2 separate regions of the Mus musculus genome follow, and region 2 is linked to region 1. Evidence: chromatin contacts called from public HiChIP or PLAC-seq data. All regions are on one chromosome and are shown on one strand. Each heading gives the region's core, a stretch centred on a gene start, on an enhancer-like site or on the middle of the called end of the contact. The rest is flanking DNA. Distances are from core to core; before and after follow the strand shown.

The links. HiChIP or PLAC-seq counts read pairs in DNA pulled down with a chosen protein or histone mark.
Region 2: a FOXA1 HiChIP or PLAC-seq map of pancreatic cancer cells shows a contact between it and region 1. The contact joins two enhancer-like sites. A contact is called at or near these places in 1 of 484 Hi-C or Micro-C datasets (liver) and 1 of 115 datasets of contacts at active chromatin or transcription factors (pancreatic cancer cells).

Annotation. Positions count from the first base shown.
Region 1 is chr1:64,807,922-64,810,715 of GRCm38.p6, forward strand. The region is part of intron 7 of Plekhm3 (pleckstrin homology domain containing, family M, member 3); the gene reads right to left. Among named protein-coding and RNA genes, the nearest start is that of Fzd5, 72 kb to the left of the region's middle. Within about 2 kb of position 1,365, at least 63 of the 459 cell types and tissues checked have an H3K27ac peak or open chromatin away from gene starts, as enhancers often do. A contact at or near this core is called in pancreatic cancer cells, where this site is marked.
Region 2 is chr1:65,117,294-65,120,087 of GRCm38.p6, forward strand. It overlaps D630023F18Rik (RIKEN cDNA D630023F18 gene), which reads right to left. Exons shown (of 8, transcript NM_001285882.1): 3 at 2,246-2,328. Gm36358 (a long non-coding RNA gene) reads left to right here. Exons shown (of 3, transcript XR_373471.3): 3 at 1,346-1,721. Among named protein-coding and RNA genes, the nearest start is that of D630023F18Rik, 4.5 kb to the right of the region's middle. Within about 2 kb of position 1,403, at least 46 of the 459 cell types and tissues checked have an H3K27ac peak or open chromatin away from gene starts, as enhancers often do. A contact at or near this core is called in pancreatic cancer cells, where this site is marked.

The DNA of each region.
Region 1 (2,794 bases), core at 115-2,614:
GGAACTGCTGTTACAGACAGCTGTGAACCACCATGTGTGAGCTGGGAATTGAGCCAGGTCCTCTGGAAGAGTAGTCAATGTTCTTAACGGCTAAGCCATCTCTCCAGCCCATATTGTGATTTTTAAAAGCAATTAAAGAACTCACCAATAAACATTTATAGATTAAATATGATTATATTTGGAGCCAGAGGTATGTGCTCAATGAAAGATATAGGACTGCATTTCAACATGACTTTATTTTATATATGTTCATATATAAATATAAAAATAATATGTGTAGAAAAATAATAACATATGGAAATTTCTTTATATTTTTTGTGTCTTCTACAGTGAGTACCATTTCTTTTTACAATTAGAAATAAAAACAGGATTTTAATCAATGATGGTCACTTTCTTCTGTAAGCAACAGATAATTAGGTCATCCGGAATGTGTACAGACAAGGCCATGCAACCTAGATACCTAACTAGAAACTCAGTAAGGGAACATGTCTTGACAGCAATCTACTGAGACAACCATGAGGACTGTAGTTATAAATGTGCTTTATTAATCAAGAGGTTAAGGCCATACAGGGTAGGGTCAGCCCAAGTATTTCATGCAGGTTTTGTCTGTTAGCAGACATTCTGAAGTGTTTAGACATGAGAATATGGAGCCAGCCATGGTGCAATGTTATATGCTAAGTTATTATTTGAATATAGGTTTTCTTTTTGTTTGTTTTTTGTTTTAGCAAAAGAAAATAAAAGTCTGCCTGATGCCGCTGCCAAGCCACCCAGCACTGTGCTGAAAAGTTTGTTTTCTTTCCTTCAAATCAAGTCAACCATTCATGGACACAGCAAGTACATCAACACAAGGATGGGTGGGCAGCCAGGAGACTAAAGAAGAGAAGAACTGCATATTGGTTCTCATTACTCTCTCCCGTCATTCACCAGCTTTCTGGTCTGTTCTCCTCTCAGAGACCTCTTCAGAGACCCTTCCATCTATAGACATTGAAGATTCTAAATCCTGGCAAGGGTCTGTTAGAGGGCTACCAACAAAGTGCCCAGCATTTTAGTCCTAGTCAGAAAGCAGCCAGCAGACAGAAGCGGGTGGTTTCGCAGGAATGGCACCTAGGAAGGGGAGCCCAGGCTTCCTTTGGCTCTTTCTAAGATCACACACCTTATTACAATACTCCTTAAGTGGGCTGCTTCCCAAGAAAAGCCACAGAAAGGAAATATCATTAAAAAAGACTATAGACATTGGGGGTAAGTTCTTCCCTCCTTAAGCCTGGCCCAGCCAAGGCTGTTGCCCTCTGTTGTTGAACAGGATGTAACAGGACTGCCAAGCACAGCCCACAAACCTGGTAATTAGGTGCACTGACAGTGTTTGCTTTGGAACCATTTACCAACAAAGGAATGTGTCAGGCTGATTAGTGAGAACAGGGTATGTAATGTGTGTGTATTTAAGTCCACATGAGGCCATAATCCAGGAATTCAGTCTGTTTGAGCAAGGGCTCTCAGAAATGAAGGCTGAATAAATAGGAAGCTACGGTGGGTGGAACACTCGAAGCTTCTGGATAGCACTTCTTTCTTCTCTCAAGCTCAGTTCACCTGTACCCTGCCCCCTTCCCCACCCCACAATGCAGACCAAACATTTAACACGCAATTCTCTTAAAAATATAATGAACTGAACTAGGTAAATGGAAAACTTTTTGCCAGGTTGCTGGCAAATGTGCAGTTTATTATTTTGGCACATATGTGACAGCTTTATTGGACATTTACTCTCCATAGATGCTCTCCATATGCCCTGTTGGTGGGCAAGTAAAAATGCAAATAGAACAACAGAAAATAATCAGCTTTTTTTTTTTTTTTTTTTTTTTTTAAACACGGGGTCTCACTATGTAGCCTTGGCTGGTCTGGAACTCAGAATGTAGACTAGGCTGGCCTCAAACTCACATGGATCCATTTGCCTCTGCTGGGACTAAAGGTATGCACCATCACATGTGATCAGAATGCACTGACTTTAATGCCACTGCTCAGGCAGTGCTAAAACAAACAAACAAACAACCTCTGTATTTAAGCTTCTTCCATGGGAGGAAGGAATTCAGCACTTTATATACAACCCAGCTTCCTTGTCACTTTTGATAACAACCCTTTGTTCAGGTTTGCCTGCAGTTGGGTACTTGGGACTCCATGTGTACGTGAGGGATAAAGAAGGGCAAAAAGCTCCAATGGAAAGAACAGTATCTATGCCTCAACAAGTTCCAGTCCATAGGGGCGGGCAGGCCAATCGAAACTGACAGCAGCATTTTCAATAGGTCACATATACTAGGAAGATTCTTCACACCCTTTAGTGGAAATGATGATTTTGAGTCTGACCAGATAGGAAAAAGTGACAGACTTCAGGTTTAAGTTCCTTGGGAACTTTCTTATATGAACTAACCTGACAATACATCTCAGTACAGAAATGATGAGTTCTGTGTGGAGCCTCACTTGCATGGGCATTTCGGTGAGGACAATGTTCATTCTCAAGGTAACATGGAAAGTTCTTCTACAGTGTGAAGACGGCATGTAGTGAGAGTGTGTGTTAGTACAACTGGTGAGAATTCAATGTAAGTAACTTCAAGTGAGCCATCCTTACTTCTTGGAGGAGAAACCAACTACACGTAACACAAAGAGAAACTGGCAAGAATGTTCAATCCATCTGTTTCTTTTACTATTGTTGTTGTTGTTATTATTATTATTATTTGTTTGTTTGTTTGTTTTTTATGAGATGCAGTCTCACTAGGAAGCTCTGACTGGCCTGGAACTCACTGTGTAG
Region 2 (2,794 bases), core at 153-2,652, 310 kb after region 1:
ATGTGGAGAACAGAGGTCAACCTCAGGTGCCATCCGCTGGAGCCACCCACCTTGATTTTTTGAGTAAGGGACTCTCACTGGGACCTGGGATTCACCAAGTAGGCTAGGCTGGCTGGCCAGCCAGTGCCACATCTTTGTCTCCTCAGTGCTGTGATTATAACTTTGTGCCACCTCACCCAATATTTTGTGTAGGTGTTGGGGATCAAGTTCAGATCCCCTTGCCTATACACTAAGTGCTGACTGACTGAGACCTGTTTTCGAAACTCCTATTCTTGTTCTTTTTGACACAAGCTAAGGTGTGACACTAACTCATAAGTAATAAGTAATGACTGTGTGTTATCCACTTTTTAAATAGGATTAATATAATTGATTTTCATGAACCAATGAAACATGTACTTTGAATTTTGTTTTGTTTTGTTTTGTTGAGATAGGATCTTTCTGTGTAGCCCTGGCTGTTTTGGAACTCACCCTGTAGAGCAAGCTGGCCTCGAACTCAGAGATCTACCTGCCTCTGCCTCTGGAGTGCTAAGATTGAAGGCGTGTGCCACCACCAACTAGGAGTCTTTGAATTTTTAATTTGCCAACCAAGTGATGTATTTTTCTTCTTTGTTGGCTTTCACTAAAGCTGTTATAAATATCCATGGTTCCTGTAGTAATTAACTGATTATGGCTTTCTTAGCAGGAATTCTCATGCTTCTTTCTCCTCAGGGGGACCTGTTTTTACTTTACTGTAAGCTTGCACACCTGTAGGGAGGTTGAAAATACCCCTAGATTCTCTGAACGGGTCTTGCCAGGGTGATTCATGGACAGACAAATCAGGAAACAGAGACAACTGAGTCATGTCATGCTTGCTTGTTGTTTGTTTAAATCCATCTGGTTATGAAGTGAAAGGACACTAATAATGTCCACCCACAAGAAAGATACTGGAGGTAGAACCTGGTAGCAGCTGGTGAGGTTAAAAAAAAATCACATTTACTTGGTGTGTTTGTACATGTGTGTGTGTGAGGGGGGTGAGGAGGGGGGCACTTGCTTCACTGTGGAGTTCCTGTGAAGGTTAGAAGACAGTTTGAGGGAGTTTGCTCTGCTCTCTCCTCCCACCTTGTGAGCCCAAGGCATGGAACTCAGACAGTCAGGCTTGTGGCTAGTCATTGGCCCACTGAGATATCTCACCAGCCTGCGCTTTAAGTTCCAATGTCGACAATCCTAGTCCCAAACTTTTCAGGTATAGAGACAACCAAACCCACCTCTCCACCCCCCCTCTCCTGCTCTCTCACCCCGCCCCACCCCTTGCTCTTGTTCCTTCCTTAAGGTTATCCAAACTGGATTTTCTGCTTGTTACTGTCAGTGCCTCACCTGGAGCTTGAGCCAGGATCGAGGAAGAGAAACAACATCTGGACTTTGGACTGAGCTATTTGATCCTGCCTCTCCGTTTCCTGACCTGAGCGGTTGACTGAGTCTGCTGAGTCACTACCCTTGAAGGAAAATGCTGATAATCTTGGGAAGACAATGATCCCATGGACTCAAGTGCTGACATGCTCCAGAACCTGTGAACTCGTCCTTGGGAAGCAGTCTCAGTCTTTACCTACAGAACTAACCGGTGTGGAGTTTGTATACAATACAGTGAAGCTGTGCTTCTCAGCAGACACATCCCAGGCAAGACTGTTTTAAAAAAAAAAACTCAACAGAAACCAATGAGTACAAATACAAAATCTGTGAGCATACCTATGATGTCCCCAAGCTGAATCTGTAATGTGTCTTCAGGCTTCTGGCTGGAGGAGAAGTTTGCTCTGTGTTTCTATATCAGAGGGCCTCATAGGAAGATACCAGATAGGGCTGGAACTTGCTCCATCAATTAGTCATGTTTTAAAAGGAAAAACCACAAGGGCAGAGGAGATGGCTCAGGTGGTAAAATGTATATAAACATGATGACTTGAGTTTGGAGCCTTCCCCCATCTTTCATATAAAAAGCTAGGCATGGTGGTACAGCCTACAATCCTAACGCCCAAAAATGGAGGCCAAGACAGGAGGCTCTCTGGAGCTTGATAAACAGCTAGGCTTGCTAGTGGTGAACTCCAGATTCAGAGGGAGAGAGACCTTATCTCAAAAATAAGATGAAGAGTGACAGAGGAAGACATTGACCTCTGACCTATGCATACACTCACATCCATACATATACATATCTCTCTACTCACACTAAATAAATAGATAGATCAAAAAGAAAACCAACAAACATATTTCAACTTACACTTTCTCCCACTGGAGCCAAGTTAAGTTTTCTGAGCAATCTAGCCATTGACTGGCAACACTGATGGCCAAGTCATAGTGGGCCTGGAATCAGGAAGTAGAAAGCAGAGAGGTAGGTTGAGACCTTGGCAAAGCAACTCCCTGAATAGTGAATAAGCCCATCCTCTGCCCAATTTCAAGTGTGTGCGTGTGTGTGTGTGTGTGTGTGTGTGTGTGTGTGTGTGTGTGTAGAAGGTGGGGGACATTCCTATTTATAGCCTGATGCTCAGCTAGAGGTGTTCCAGAATCTTTGGGCAATAAGTTTATCTTCCACTAAACAGCTCCTTGCTGTGTGTAGTCCAGAGTAGTAGGAACCCTCAACAGGAAATTGGGGAATGTGGCCCCCTAGAATTTCCAGTATTTTCTTGGGTCTCGGTCTCCTTAAGTTTTAAAAGAGCAAAAGGAGAAAATGAGGAAAGAAAGCTACAGAGAACAAATTTTTTTGTTGTTGTTGTTTTTGTTTTTTGAGACAGGGTTTCTCTGAATAGCCCTGGCTGTCCTGGAACTCACT